Regions from separate parts of the Mus musculus genome. Here region 1 is linked to region 2. Evidence: chromatin contacts called from public HiChIP or PLAC-seq data. All regions are on one chromosome and are shown on one strand. Each heading gives the region's core, a stretch centred on a gene start, on an enhancer-like site or on the middle of the called end of the contact. The rest is flanking DNA. Distances are from core to core; before and after follow the strand shown. Region 1 holds the start of Smchd1 (SMC hinge domain containing 1). Region 2 overlaps Smchd1 (SMC hinge domain containing 1).

The links. HiChIP or PLAC-seq counts read pairs in DNA pulled down with a chosen protein or histone mark.
Region 1: a contact with region 2 is called in an H3K4me3 HiChIP or PLAC-seq map of embryonic stem cells, with 29 read pairs. The contact joins the promoter of Smchd1 here to the enhancer-like site in region 2. A contact is called at or near these places in 1 of 39 promoter capture datasets (macrophages), 3 of 484 Hi-C or Micro-C datasets (bone marrow-derived macrophages and embryonic stem cells), 5 of 115 datasets of contacts at active chromatin or transcription factors (the SCID.adh cell line, double positive thymocytes, embryonic stem cells and 1 more) and 4 of 9 other capture datasets (adipose tissue, embryonic stem cells, liver and 1 more).

The regions. Positions count from the first base shown.
Region 1 is chr17:71,470,513-71,478,180 of GRCm38.p6, forward strand. Smchd1 (SMC hinge domain containing 1) reads right to left here and starts at 4,831. Exons shown (of 48, transcript NM_028887.4): 1 at 4,467-4,831. The coding sequence starts at 4,652.
Region 2 is chr17:71,415,363-71,422,618 of GRCm38.p6, forward strand. Smchd1 (SMC hinge domain containing 1) reads right to left here. Exons shown (of 48, transcript NM_028887.4): 18 at 239-316. Among named protein-coding and RNA genes, the nearest start is that of Smchd1, 56 kb to the right of the region's middle. Within about 2 kb of position 5,134, at least 11 of the 459 cell types and tissues checked have an H3K27ac peak or open chromatin away from gene starts, as enhancers often do. A contact at or near this core is called in embryonic stem cells, where this site is marked.

The sequences.
Region 1 (7,668 bases), core at 3,581-6,080, 55 kb after region 2:
CTATCAGCTAAATTGTAGTTTACAGGATACATATGGAGATAGCTAAGCCACAGAATACTGTAAGGCCAGGGGGCAAGGCATGTAATACACAAATCAGGGAATGGAATCTCACCCATGTAATCCCAGTGCTCTAAATACAAACCTGTGAGACGGCTCAGCTACTAAAGATGCTGCTGCCAAACCGAACCATCTGAGTTCAATCCCAGAGCCCTCCTTAGAAGGAGCCAGCCTAGCCCACTTGGCAACTCTAGGTCAATGAGAATCTCTGTCTCAAAAAAACAAGGATCAACAATCAAGGTTGTCTGTCCTCTGGCTTAATCACACACGTTAACACACACACATCCCCAAGGAGGAGAGTGCTGAATGACACTCAAGGTTGACCTCTGGCCTACACGTCCACACAACCACACACATGTACACATGTACAAATATCTGGAAAATATTAGATGTATCTAATTATTTCATACAATACACCCATAAAACTATTGTTTTTAAGGTTTTCTTTTAAGGATTTTTCTAGAATAATGGATTAGCGTACTTAGTCCAGTTTATGACTAACTTCATAGATGGCTTCTGCCTTTCAACTGTCAATATACTTACCCACATATCTATAGATAGGAATGCTAATACCTTTGTTATCTAAATTAGTTTTTACTCAACTAAGACTATACAAATATTCTTTTATAAGGGATTAAATTCCAATAAAATAATTGCAAATTAAAAATGTGTTTCATAGACCTGACCTCCCAAATATTATAGCTTGGGCCTATTATTGCAGGATATTTGATCACAATGTGAATCCCAAGATTATGCTTCTAGTTATGATGTGGCTCAGCCCTTAACATTAATCCCAAACAAGGAAGGTAAAATTAGTTTATAGAAGGAAGCACCCATGTTTGAAAGTGACATCTAATTGAGTGGCAGACAAGTGAGCAAAAAAGTGCTGAATCAGAGAAAAATGTGACAGAATAAATCAGAGAGATGCCCAACTCTCAAGAAAAGAGAGGAAAGGGAAGCTACATGGGGGGGGGGGGGGTAAGAAAGGAGGAGGCAGTTTTTTAAAATAGGGAGAGTTATAGAGAGACAGGTTGCACCGACAGAACAAGCTAGACACAGAATGAGCCAGAGAATGAGAAGCCGCCAGAAGATTAGAACAGATTGCCAGTTTGTTTAAGGCCAAGCAGAGTAATTCAGGAGAAGCGAGAGAAGCCAGAGTTAGTCAGCATGTGTTTAAACAAAACAAAACCCAGGACCCACATAGGGCAAGACGAGAACCAACTCCTTAAAGTTGTCCTCTATGTCCATACACAGCAGCAGCATGTGCATAAACGTGTATGTGTGTAATGTATATATACACTCATAATAAATACAATCATAATAAATCCCATAGGTTAAAAAATAAGGGGCTGGAGAGATGGCTCAGCGGTTAAGAGCACTGAGTGCTTTTCCAGAGGTCCTGAGTTCAATTCCCAGCAACCATATGGTGGCTCACAACCATCTGTACAGTATGCTCATATACAAAAAATTAAAAATAATAATAATAATAATGGCTTGCATATTTGAAAAATGTTGAGTAAATGCTGTGTTCTTGCTACAAAAAAGTAACAAGTGTACTCTGAATGGTATGGTTTTAAATGGACACAGTAGCCACACCAGCACTCCTCACACTTGGCAGGCCGAACTAAAGGTTTGTCCACAGTGGAAGGCTGGCCTGGAGTACAAAGTGATTACTAAAACTGAGCTCCGTCAAGAGAGGAGTAAGAGGAGATAGTGGTGACAGGAAAAAGAAACATAGAACTACAGCAGTGAACCTAGAATGTTTTTGTTTGGAGTCAAATTGATCTAACGCTGGGTGTGGCCATGCACTTCTAGGAGGCTGAGATGGAAGGAGAGGAGTTCAAGGCCAGCCTAGACTACCCAAGTGTTCTAGACCTACCTCTGTCACAAACAAACCAACAAATGATCAGATCTACTGTTTTTACTTCTTGTGAATTATTGTGCTGATTAGTTTTTTTTTTTTTTTTGTCAACTTCGCACAAGCTAGTCTAGGAAGAGAAAGCCTCACAGAGACAATGCTTCCATCAAACCATCCTGTTGGCCAGCGTGGGGGGCATTTTCTTGATTAATATGGCATGACCAAGACCACTGTGGGTGGCACCACTGGCGCAGGTAAGGGGCAGGGAGAAGGGAGGAAACGAAACTGGAGGGAAGAAGAGGGAGGGGGACAGGAAATGAGTGAATGAATGAATGAATGAATGAAGCAGCCAGGGAGAACAAACCATAAGCAGCATTCTTCCACAGTCAGAGTTTCAGTTTCTACCTTCAGCTCCTGCCCTGGCTGCCCTCAACGATGGACAAACACTTTCCTCCCCAAAGTTGCTTTTGGTCACAATGTTTTATCACATTCTAGAAAACAAACTTCAAGGACTGAAGAGATGGATAAGTGGTTAAAGAGCACTCGATGATCCTCCAGAGCTCCTGAGTTCAATTCCCAGCAACAACATGGTGGCTTACAACCAACTGTAATGGGATCCGAAGCCCCCTCCACTTGTGTCTGAAGACAGCTACAGTGTACTCACATATATAAAATAAATAAACAAATCTTTAAGAAGAAACGAAAATAAGAAAACAAACCAGGAGGACAACTATGTAAGTGTTTGACTCAGCCCAACTGTTAATACAAACAACACCATGAGATCTGTAGCATAAACCAACAGAGCAAAGAAGACAGATCCAGGAGCTAGAGATAACCCAGTGGTTAAGAGCAATGCTACTCTTGGGCTGGAGAGATGGCTCAGAGGTTAAGAGCACTGACTACCCTTCCAGAGGTCCTGAGTTCAGATGGTGACTCACAACCATCTGTAATGGGATCTGATGTTCTTTTCTAGTGTGTCTGAAGATAGCAACAGTGTACTCACATACATTAAATAAATAAATCTTAAAAAAAAAGTAGGAAAAAAAACAATGAATGAAACACTTTTTTTAAAGAAAGAAAGAAAGAAAGAAAGAAAGACAGAAAGAAAGAGAGAGAGAGAGAGAGAAGCCGGAGCCTGACGTGGTGGCACACACCTTTAATCCCAGCACTCGGGAGGCAGAGGCAGGCAGATTTCTGAGTTCTACAGAGTGAGTTCCAGGACAGCCAGGGCTATACAGAGAAACCCTGTCTCGAAAACCCCCCCCAAAAAAAAAAGAAAAAGAAAAGAAAAAGAAAAAGAAATAGAGAAAAAGAATCGAAAAACCAAAAGAAAAGAAAAGGAAAAAGAAAGCCCACTTTGGCAAAGTCAAACTCAATTTGAATTTTTTCAACAAATATACAAGGTACTATCTTAGGACAGTGGTTCTGACCATAAGAAAACAGACATTTACATTACAATTCATAACAGTTAGTAAGTAACAACTAGAATAATTGGGGTGGGGGGGCACCACACCATAGGGAACTGTATTAAAGGATCACAACATTAGGAAAGCTGAGAATCAGTGTCCTAAACTAGGTTTTCTGGAAGGAAAACACTGTTTAAAACACTGTTTTATTGCCATATTCTTCTTTTAAAAGTTCAGAGCCCAGAACGGTGGCACTTGGGTCTGTGACTACCAACACTGGACAGCAAAGGCGGATAAAGTTCGAGGCCAACCTGGTCAACAGAGACTTCTAGGCTAGCCTGAGCTACACAGCAAGACCTCAAAACAAAACCCCGCAATACCCCTCCCCCAACATACTCAAGCTCAGGCAACAGTAAGAACAACAACAACCTATAAAGCATCTCACAGTATAAAGCACGTCTTGCTACGTAGTCATTCTTTTTTTTTTCCCCCCAAGCAGGTATACTCGTTCTTTGTTGTCCGCATGGTCACTTAGAGCTAGTTCAGGAACTCCCAAGGAAGTTGGAGCTCAGAGAACCAGGACAGCTCCTAATACTAACCTAACTTAGTATTACTCTGTAGAAGAATCCTGCTGGGACGGACCAGGCAAACCTTTCTGACAAGACAAGCCGGTAAAAGACTCCCTCCATCACCTCCCTGAACCTGAGGTACCCGGACTCCTGGAATCTCACCCCCCCACCACCACCAAACAGCGCAACCCTCGCAACACTGACTGTCCAGTGGATGCAACTCTGCATCTTCTGAAGTTACAAACTAGGACAAACACAGGTGCTTCTCCGACAGGAGGATGCACTAACTACTCTGCAACCATAAAGCAGTAACTAAACCTATAAGCGCCCACTAACTTGGAAGTCCCGAACGCTAGACCAGCACGGGCCCACGGAGGGGCGTGATCCCATCCTTCTTGGCCAAAGCCAGGCCGGCCGGGACATCCAACCAGGGATCATCCGCAACGTGGGCACCCGGCAGAGGCCAAGGCCGCAAGATCCCGGCCATCTGACAAGTTTATGGCGGTGACCCACCCAGGCTTCAGGCCACCTACCCTCACCTCCTCGCGAGCATCCCTCCAGCGCCCCGGGACGTACCTGACACACAGAAGCGCGGAACCCCGCGTAGTCCGCGTGCTCCGAGACCTGCAGTGCGCGATCCCCTAGCTCCGAGTCCTTCCCGCGCCGGTCAAACAAGTACACCGTCCTACAGCCGTCGACGGCGCCATCTCTCCCAGATCCCTCCGAGAGGCCGGCGGGATCGCTGGCGCCCTCCGCTGCCATGTTGAGGGAGAAAAAAAGAGAAGGCCCTGCGGCTCTCGGGCGCGCTTCCCGGAGACACCGACCCCGCGCGTGCCCTCGGCTCCAGCCGCCGCGGCTCCGAGCCTCAGCGGGCCGCGCAGCACCGACTGTGGGCAGCGGCCGGGAAGTAACCCGGGAACCGATTCAAACGCGCTTCTGCCGGGGTGCCGTACGTCACTTCCGCGACCCGCGAACACAGGGACGCGCTGAGCGCGCCTCAGAGCCCGCCAGCTACGTACGCCGCCGCCCACCAAGCCTCCTTCCGTGACCTGAGAGCGGGCCGCCGCCGTGGCTGCTGCGCAGGAGGAAGAGGACGGCGGACGGAGACCCGGCTAGTCCAGCAGGCCGTGGGGCGGGGCGGGGCTGGCCAAGGTGGGGCGGGGCTTCGCGCCCAGGCCACGCCCCCGGGCTCCTGCGGACCGCGGGGACTGGGGACGGCCTGGAAGCTGGCTTCCAGCGCCTTAGGGGCCTTCGCGGGGGGAGGTGGGGGGGGGCGCAACTCGCAAGCGTGTCGCCCCAGGGTCTATGCAGGCTCCCGCTGCAGGGCCCTGGCGCCTTCCCCCTAGCCATGCGGTCTCCAGGGCGCTACCAAGTCGGGCGGACGCGGCGGCTGGAAGCTTGCACCACCTGGGTCCCGGTGCGGTGGACACTAGCTAAAACACCGGGCACCGCTCTGCTTGCACGCTTCCTTCGCCGTCGTGGGTGGGTTCTACTGTGGGACAATGAGACAAAAGCTCGGCCTCGAGGAAGAGCGGGTCTCTGACGTCACGAGGCCGCGATGCGCGCCCCCGGGTTAGCCAGGCTCTGAGGCTTTAGGCGGCTGGGAGTCTTGGGATAATACCTAACCTACTCACCGAGGTTGAGTCAGCTTCTAAGCGTGCAATGTGTAAGACAGCCTCCTCGAAAACTTGAGCATAAAACTTTATATGCTCCAGTACGGGGGAATGTCAGGGCTAAGAAGCAGGAGTGGGTGGGTAGGGGAGCAGGGTGGAGGGAGGGCATAGGGAACTTTCGGGATAGCATTTGAAATGTATATAAAGAAAATATCCAATAATAAATAAATAAAAAAGAAAACTTGAGCATAATTATTGGGGGATGCGCTTCTGACTCTACAGATAGCAAGGAATGGGGGGGGGCGGGTAACCTTGCCAGATGCTTGCTCTCTGATTCTTAAAACCTGGATGCTTTGTACTTGAGAGAAACGTGTAAATTAATGAAACCCATTAATTAATTGAGTTCTTTTATGTGTCTAGAAGTTGGATCAGATTTAAGGGTGCTGTTTTACTAGGTTCGCAGGAGCCTTAATGATCAATGGTAAAGCTAGACTCAAAGTCAATGCACCTTGGAAACAGACCGGGTTGTTGGCACCAAGGACAGTTGGCCAGACATACAAAAGTGTGAAGGTTTGCGTAGAGCGGCATAAATAGTATGACTGGAAGAAGAGAAAATGAAACAGTAGGTGAGGTAGGTGAAGTTGTGACCAAAAGCTGGTCATGTTCTTGAAAGGGCACCTGAGAGACAGGAGACACGAGAATAACCTCCAACTATCATGAGATTTCTGTAAAATCTTATTGTAATTTGCTTTTTGTCAGTCTTCCTAGGCCTACATCAAACTTTGATCCTCCTGCCTTGACCCAACCTGAACCCTTGATGGCTTCAGAGGTATGAGTCACTACTCCTAGCTGGCATTTTACATTTTATCTTTAAAACTCACACAACCATTTCCTTCTATCCCTTTTATGGGCCGTGTTTGATTTGAACAACTGGAGAAAGACAAATCATTTCTCTAAGTCTTAGTTAACAAGCAAGATGAATTGCCTTTGTGGTTCAGCAAATTGGGGCTTAACAGCCAAAGGGTCAACAGGGCAATTTCTCTGTAATACCAAATTATAAATCTCATAAGTAAAAACAGAAGCACTTTGAAGGTCAGAGGACTCCATTCTCTGAAGTTGGAGATGGTTGTGAGCCTCCAGATGCAGGTGCAGGGAATCAAATCCTTAACAGCTGGTCCTAATGTGGATTTTTTTTATTTGTTCTCATTATTTAGAGAACATTAGTTTCTATAACCCAGCCCGCATAGATAAGACCTTACATATTTAATACAGTGTGTACAATTCCTGGACCGTCTTAACTATTGTGATATCAACTCAGCATGATGAACTAGGATACTTTTTCCTAACATCACAGCATAGCTAGTGTCTCCAAAGGTTCAAATCCTGTATGTATAAATATTTACATTAAAAATGTAACAGTGAGCCGGGCGTGGTGGCGCACGCCTTTAATCCCAGCACTTGGGAGGCAGAGGCAGGTGGATTTCTGAGTTGAGGCCAGCCTGGTCTACAAAGTGAGTTCCAAGACAGCCAGGGCTACAGAGAAACCATGTCTCGAAAAAAAAAAAAAAAAGTGAGAGTAGTATGTTATTCATCAATAGCAGTAACAGCATTTCCAGGACCAGCTGTCATTTGAACAAACTTGTAGCGACATCGAGAACACGCCGTTCAAATGGGGGTGGGGATACCAGAAAACAGCACAATTCTGTTACTATTATGCTTGCTACCCGGCATCATTTTTTAAAATTAGCTTCTCAGTTGTCATCTAAAAAAAAAAAAAAGAAAAGATTCTGAGCAGCATTATTAAAGACAGCTCTAAGGAGTTGGATGCGGTGGCGCATCCCTTTAATCCCAGCACTCAGGAGGCAGAGGCAGGCAAACCTCTTGAGCTTCAGGCCAACCTGGCCTATGAGTTTCAGACAACCAGGACTACACCGAGAAACCCTTTCTCAAGCAAATTAATAATAATAAATCCTCTTAAAGAAAGAAATGTCAACTCTTACGCTAGGTGAGTCAGTACATGCCTGTAATCCTAGCACTAGGGAAACAGGCAGAGCACAAGTAAGAAGCCAACCACAACTCCATATTCAGTTAGTTGCTTAGATGACAGTGTAGCAGTCTAGAATCATGTCAGAACACTTCCTTGTGCCAGTCACCTTTGATTCTTA
Region 2 (7,256 bases), core at 3,884-6,383:
CAAACCCAGGGCCTCAGCCATGGCAGACAAGCACGGTAGGGGCTGGAGAGTTACTACCACTTGTTGCTCTTGCAGAAGGATCAGGGTTAGCTTAAAACATCCATAGCTTCAGTCCCAGGGGATTTGAACCTATTCTTCTGATCACTAGGCATGCACAGTGTATACATACATATATGCAGACAAAACACATGAAAACTATTTAATCTAAAAATAAAAAATAAAATTCAGAGCAACTCACCCATTTTTTTAAACCAGTAAGGCCATTTCCCTCCATGCTGACTGATATGTGAAATGATTTCTTTATTTCCACTTGAAGCTTGATTAAAAACAAAAACAAAAACAGAAATACTGCCTTGAAAAACTGAGTATAAAATGAAATTATGAGGTGTCACAATAGCATCAAATATAGTTATATTTACTTGCTGTTTTGAAGCTTCAAACTATATAGTACTATCTTATGCAAATGAACAAAACTAACAAAAGCTTTTATTATTTAGCTCATTATAAGTGCTTTCACGTGAAGAGTGCATGAATGCGTCAGAAGGAAGCGCCTCTAGAGTGAGATACACAGTCCTTCCTGGTGTATCCTCGGGGTTACATGCCCAGAAGAAGCACTGATGGATCATATGACCCCTATTTTTGGCATTTTGAAAACCTTCTGCAATTACTTCCATAATGTGCGTTACTTTACAATCCTAGCAGCAAATAAGGGCCTGTCCTTTTTCACATGCTCACCCGCATAAATGGTATTTGCTTTCTTGATGATAGCCACTTTGCTATGACATACATTGTCAACATATTTTCATTTGCATTTCCCTGGTGGCTAAGAATTTGAACACTTCAGAATATTGGTCATTTGTTTTCCTTCTTTTGAGAACGGTATAGTCTGCTCCTTAGTCTAATTGTGTGTGTGTGCTTTTACTGTTTAGTCTTTTGAATCCAAGTTATACTCCGGATACTGATCCAGTCAGATGTGTGCCTGGTAGAGTTTCTCTTTCATCTGTAGACCAGCTCTTCACCTGACTGTCTTCTACCATACAGAAGCTTGTCTTTACCGTTAGGGTCCATCTGTGACCTGCTGGTCTCACTTCCTGAGCGCCTAAGTCATTATTCAGGAGTCTTCACTTGATGCTTCTGTTCTGTCAAGGCCTTGGATTCACTTCAAGTGGATTTCTATGCACAGTGAGGGATAAGGGTGTGACCGCGTGGTTCTATAGTCAGATATCCAGTTTTCCCAGCACCACTTGTAAAAGAGGTCATCTTTCTGAGGAAAAGATTATTTTTTGGCATCCTTACAAAAAAAGAGTCTAGATCTTATATTCTGATCTACACGTGTGTTTTTGTGCTCGCTGTTTTTATTATTGTTTGTTTAGAGACAGGGTCTCTCTATGTAACCCTGCCTGTCCTGGAACTCATCATATAGACTAGGATGGCCTCAAACTCACAGAAATCTCTGCCTTTGCACCTCTACCTCTGGGCATCTCATCCACTGGGATGAAAGGCACAATGACCCTCTATGCCCAGCCAGACCCACTCTGGATCAGAGGTGCTTTCTGTGTTTCCAATGACTTTTCAGATACCCTTTTGTGATTCTTGAAGAATAGCACTGGTATTTTTCTGGATTGCATGAATCCACAGGCTGCTTTTGGTAAGCCACTCTTCTTCACAGTACTGAATCTTTCAATCCATGAACATAGCAGTTCTTTCCATCTTGTAGTGTGTTCTTCAACTTCACTCTTAAAAACCTTAAAAACTAACTCTTACTTGAGTAGGTTTGACTCATCTCATGGATGGGCTGGTCCCCACGATTTCCTCCTGGGCCTGTGTCTTATCACAGGTAGACACATACACAGGCCTCTGCCACACTGACTTTTATCCTCTCACTTCATGAGTCATCATCAGGGCTAATTTTTCTTGTTGAGTTCTTAGACCTTCTTATGAGTAAAATAATTACCACCTGCAAAAAGGGGATACTCCTCTTTGTCTATCTGTACCCCTTTCATGTCCCCTTGTCACACTGAGGTAGTAGCTAAGGCTTCCAGCATGTTGATTAAGGGTGAAAAGAAGGGAGCATCTTTGTCGAGTTCCTGATTCTAGCGGAACCCCTTTGAGTTCTGTCACATTTAATATAATACTGGAGATGATGGCTGGAGCTGGCGCAGCAGTTAGGAGTATGTTCTGTCTTCATGAAGGACTAGAACTTGAACCCTAGTACCCACAATGTGAGGTTCATATGCCTTTGTAATTCCAGCTCCAGGATTCAAAACCCTCTTTTGGCCTCCACAGGCACATGCACGTACTCACTCAGAAACGCACAGACACATAAATAAAAATTAAGCCTTTTAAAAACAATATAATGTTGGCTCTCGGTATATTGAATATAGACTTTACTAGGTTGATGTATGTTCCTTTTAAGTTTCTTCAGGGCTTTTCTATCATAAAATGATATTGTTAATAATCTTTTGTAATCTGTTAAAATGATCATGTATTTTCTACCCTTAAATCTATTTATGTTATATATTAAATTTATTGATTTGTATATGTTGAATGATCCAGGTACCCCTGGAATAAAATCTATTTGTTCATGACTAATGATCTTTTTATGTTTTCTTAAGTTTAGTCAACAAATTATTTGCTGAAAATTTTCACCTGTATGTCTATTGGAGAGATTTGTCTATAATTTTCTTTTTCTGTTATATCTTTATCCAGTTTTGATGTCAGAGTAATACTGTATTTTTAAAAACAATCTGGTAGTTTGGCTTCTTTTCCTGATATATTCAATAATTTGAGAAGCATTGATGTTTGTTCTTCTCTTAAGGTCTGGTAGAACTCATCAGTGAATCCATCTGAGCCTAGAATTATCAATCAGAAATTCTTTTCTACCCTTTAAATCAAGATGTAAAGTTTACTGGGTCAGGCACAGTCACACATGCCTGTAATCCCAGCACTTAAGAGGCAGAGGCAGATGGATTTCTGTGTGGGAGGGTAACCTAGCCAAGTAGGGTTAATAGCCAGGCACAAACAACAACAACAATAAATCCAAGCTGTGCCTGAGTAAAGGTCTCTAAAGAGAGCTTCTCAGACTATACAACTAGCTACAGCAAGCTCTAGACCTCAGTGCCAATGAGAAAAGGACTTAGAGGGACTAAACCAGGCCAAGGATCAAGAACTGTGTAAGAGGGGGCTCAAGGCTATTCAACACGTGTTTAACACATCAAACTCCACACATTCCTCCTCCTCCTCCTCCTCCTCCTCCTCCTGCTCCTCCTCCTCCCTCACTGAGCATTACTATGGAGCACTAATTCACTGTAATTTCAAATTTAAAGAAAGACTGTAGCCTCCCCAAGCCTGAAGCAGGCTTGTGCAGACCTTGTTGCCACTGAGGTGGGGCCACCTATGGTGCAGCTTTCTGTGAAGTGTCAACTGCCCTGAGATTCTGCTACCTGCTGAGAGACTGAACCTGTCTTCCTGAGACATTCCTGAATAAGCAACAGCCTGGTGACCAAGTGCTGACAGCATGGCGACTAAGCACCAAGGATGGACTGGGGGGGGGGGGGGCAGGAATGGGCCTTCCCCCTTTTAAGCACAGTCTCTTAGTAAACTTGAGAGCCTTGATCAGAGAAAATTTGTCTTGGCCTCATGCTTCTCTCGCAGTCTAAGTCTCTTTCAGCCCCAGCCTGCCTTCCAGGAGTACCTGGTTCAAGTAGGCTGGGCTGGCCTCCTACTACAGATTGGCGCCACAAACGGGAACCTGGGAACAGCAGCGAAACACTGAGGGATCGCTGTCTTGTGTAGAGCTCAGCGAGAAGGGAAGAATCAGAAGATCGTATGGGGCACAGTGAGCAACAGGTATTTATGCCAGCGCTGGTTTTAAACTTCATTTTTTATTAAAGTGTTGCTGGAGGTGCGATAGGATAAGGGCTAAGTTGGAACAGTGCTGACCCGGCGCTGTCCACTTAGGGTTTGGCAGCAAGGGACTAGAAACTTCAAAACAGGCAGTTGTCCGCAGTCAAGGACTGCATCCAGCGAGAGGAATAGGGTTTAAAATAATAAAATAAGAGGAAAATGGATTTTGAAACTCTCCCAGAGACAGAGAGAAATCGGGGGATGCCCTGCTTTATTCTCTCTGACCCCTACAGCAGAAGTTCTCTGCCCTCTTTGTGTTGACTAATGTTTGGTGCACCAATCTGTTCACGTGTCAATTCATGTGTGTTTTGTTTCGTTGTCTGAATGACAGAATGTTCTGTGTCCCATGTTGGAAAATAAAAATGGCTAAGACTGTATCTGCTGAGTCAGCAAGACCGAGAGTGGCCCACACCTTAGCCAAGAATCAAGCACAGCAGGGGAGCCACTGCTGAAAAACTGTTTTTTAAAGAAAAGGAGTCTACAACCTCTTAGTTCTAAGGCAAAAAAGCTGATAGATAGTTTTTTCCTAGAAAATTCTCTGCAATCGTGATTATTGTGTTTAGCAAATGACAAAGTGCTTTTTTTAATCTTATAATTATAGCTAGAAAAGGTAAAATTGTTTGATTGGTCTAAATTTATAAGATTCCTGTAGCAACTTAATTTGGTTTTTTACTGGTCTTAAAGGTGTAATATGCTCTGCGTGTCTTCATCATAGAATATTAGCTTATAAGTTATTGGGTATGATTAAAAAGGTGTAACATTGGTAGCAAGACACCTTTAAATTGGTAACTCAGGTTTGGAGTCTTTCAAACACGTGGCATAAAGCAGGCCAAAAAACTAGGCCTCTAAGGATACTTCCAGTTGAGATAATATTTAATTTGATTCTTATCCTAAAAGGTAGACTTAAAGATAAGATTTAAAACAATGTCTCTTTAATGAAGCATTAAAATTTGCACTGTCATGCATTCATAGGTATAAACTGGCAGCCAAACTTTGTAACATGATAGTAATGTTTCTAACATTGATTCTAAAGATGATAAATTGTTTTAAAAGGGTTTTGCTTTCCCAAAGTTGTAGTTATAGTCTAATATTGCAAAAGAAATTTTAAAATTGTAAAATCTGTCCTCACAGCAAGAGGAACAAAGCTCAGAGCAGCCTCTGCAGGGCTTGTGGGACTTTCTTTTGTTTTGCAAACGAAGCCTAAGGAAGTTCTTGAAACTTGCCTCTCCCTGCCTTCAGGGGAGTTTTCTTTTAGCTAAAATAACATTGTTGCAGATCTACCCAGATGGTCTAAATAAGGTTCAAATTCAGAATTTATAAAAGGTCAATCAGGCTGTAGAACTTTTAAAGGCATTATAATCTGGCTTGCCTGCTTCATGTAAAGTTATTATAGGTTTAAAAATTTGTTTTTTCCTTTGCATCCTGATAATTGTAAAGGATTTGCTTCTAGTGAACTGGTGATCACTGGAAAATTTTGCCTCAAGGTATGGCTAATATAGCTTTACATTATGTAAGAAAAAAATTTTATTGTCTCTGCTTCAATACAAGAAGCTAAGAGTTTGAATCTTTCAGTGTATATTGTTTCCTAAGTAGAAAGTATTTTATTAGCTAATGCCTCTAAAGGGAAGCTTACTTCAAATCTTTGCTCTCACACAATGAGCTTTAAAGTTCTGGGTAGTATCTGTTGCTCCAGAAAAGATTCAGAGGCAATATCTTTTTAATATTTAGGGTTTTAGTTATACTAGAAAACCGTGGTACAAAAAAAATCTAAGAAAGAGAAATTGATTTGCCTCAAAATTTTATTTTCAAAAACTTCCAGAAGATGTTATTTGACTAAGGCCTCACCTTAAGGCCTTAAAGTGACTTCAAACCTTTGTTAGATGTTATCTTGACAGACACAAATTAACTGGGAAAGAACAAAAGGCTTTACAGATAATAAAGAAAGCTTTTATAATTGTTATCAATTATAATCAATGGTAATTAAATATTAGCTGCTTATTTTAGCTATGGTTATTTAATATGCCCACAGCAATTCTTTGACAAGAGAAAACATTCATGTAAAAATCATCTTTCTTCACCGCCGACCGTTGGACTACGCGGAAGGCCGATTGTCCAGCTGCTGGCTGCTGCAAGGCAGGGCCATGGGGCGTGGGGGGCAGCGGCAGCACAGCTTTCCCTGAGCAGTGATGGCTCGGGAGGGCACCAGGAAGTGGGTGCCTTCATAGCGGATGACTCAGTGGTGGGCCTGAAGCAGCCTTAGTGCCGGTCAAACGTGCCATGGCCCCCATGGGCATCCGCCTGTCCCCGCTGGGGCTGGCCGTATTTTGCCTGCTGGGGCTCTACCACCTCTACTCGGGCTTCCTGACCAGTTGCTTCAGCCTCTTCGGCCTGGGCAGCGAGCTGGTGGCAAGGGAGGCCAAGGCGGCATTCACCTCAAAGTAAAGTTTTGACATCCTATTAAGGCTGCTGTGGTGCTAATTAAGAATTATAAGATAAATTCGTATATTTTAGAAAACCTATAACAAAAAAATTGTGTCTTAAAAACCTGACAAAGTGTTCCTTGTTCCGAACAGCAATTAAATTGGTTATTGCAGAATACTGATATTTGGCCTATTGCATACCATCATTTTAAATAAAATTGATAATCAATATCCTAAAGATAAATTAAAAATTGTTTTTATGCATGCTTTTGTACTTTCTATAAATTCATGCATGCATTCATCCCATTTACTGTGTTTAAAAACAGCCCTTCTATGGGAGAAAAGTATATGTTATCATGTTGCTTTTCAACTATCTTTGTTTTTCGAGCAGGTCAGTCTCTCCTTACACCCTGATTTCAGCAAGGGTGCAGCCTTGCCTCCAGCAAGCACAGGTGGCAGAAATTCATCAATATGAAGAAGCATATTAAGCATATATTGTGGCTTTGGTCTGATTTGGGAATAAGGTGTGCTATGAGGACCGATCAGCCAATGACGGGCAACCAGATTTCGGAGCCATATCAATGTAAGACAGAGGTACATGCCAAGAGGCCGTGGTTGGTTAATAATACACCACAAAGCCATGTTTGTGTAAAATAAACACAAACAAGCTGCATATATGCTCCTTGACAGATAAGAATGGCTCAGGGAAAATCTGAGATTTCCTAAGCCAGGCACAGCCACCAGCCACCATAACTCCCAGGCAGGACTATGGAGCATAAATAAATTTTATGTCTCGGTCCAGCTATTTTTATTTTATAATCAGGGAGGAAATTGTAGCCTCCCCCAGCCTGAAGCAGGCTTGTGCAGACCTTGTTGCCACTGAGGTGGGGCCACCTGCAATGCAGCTTTCTGTGAAGTGTCAACTGCCCT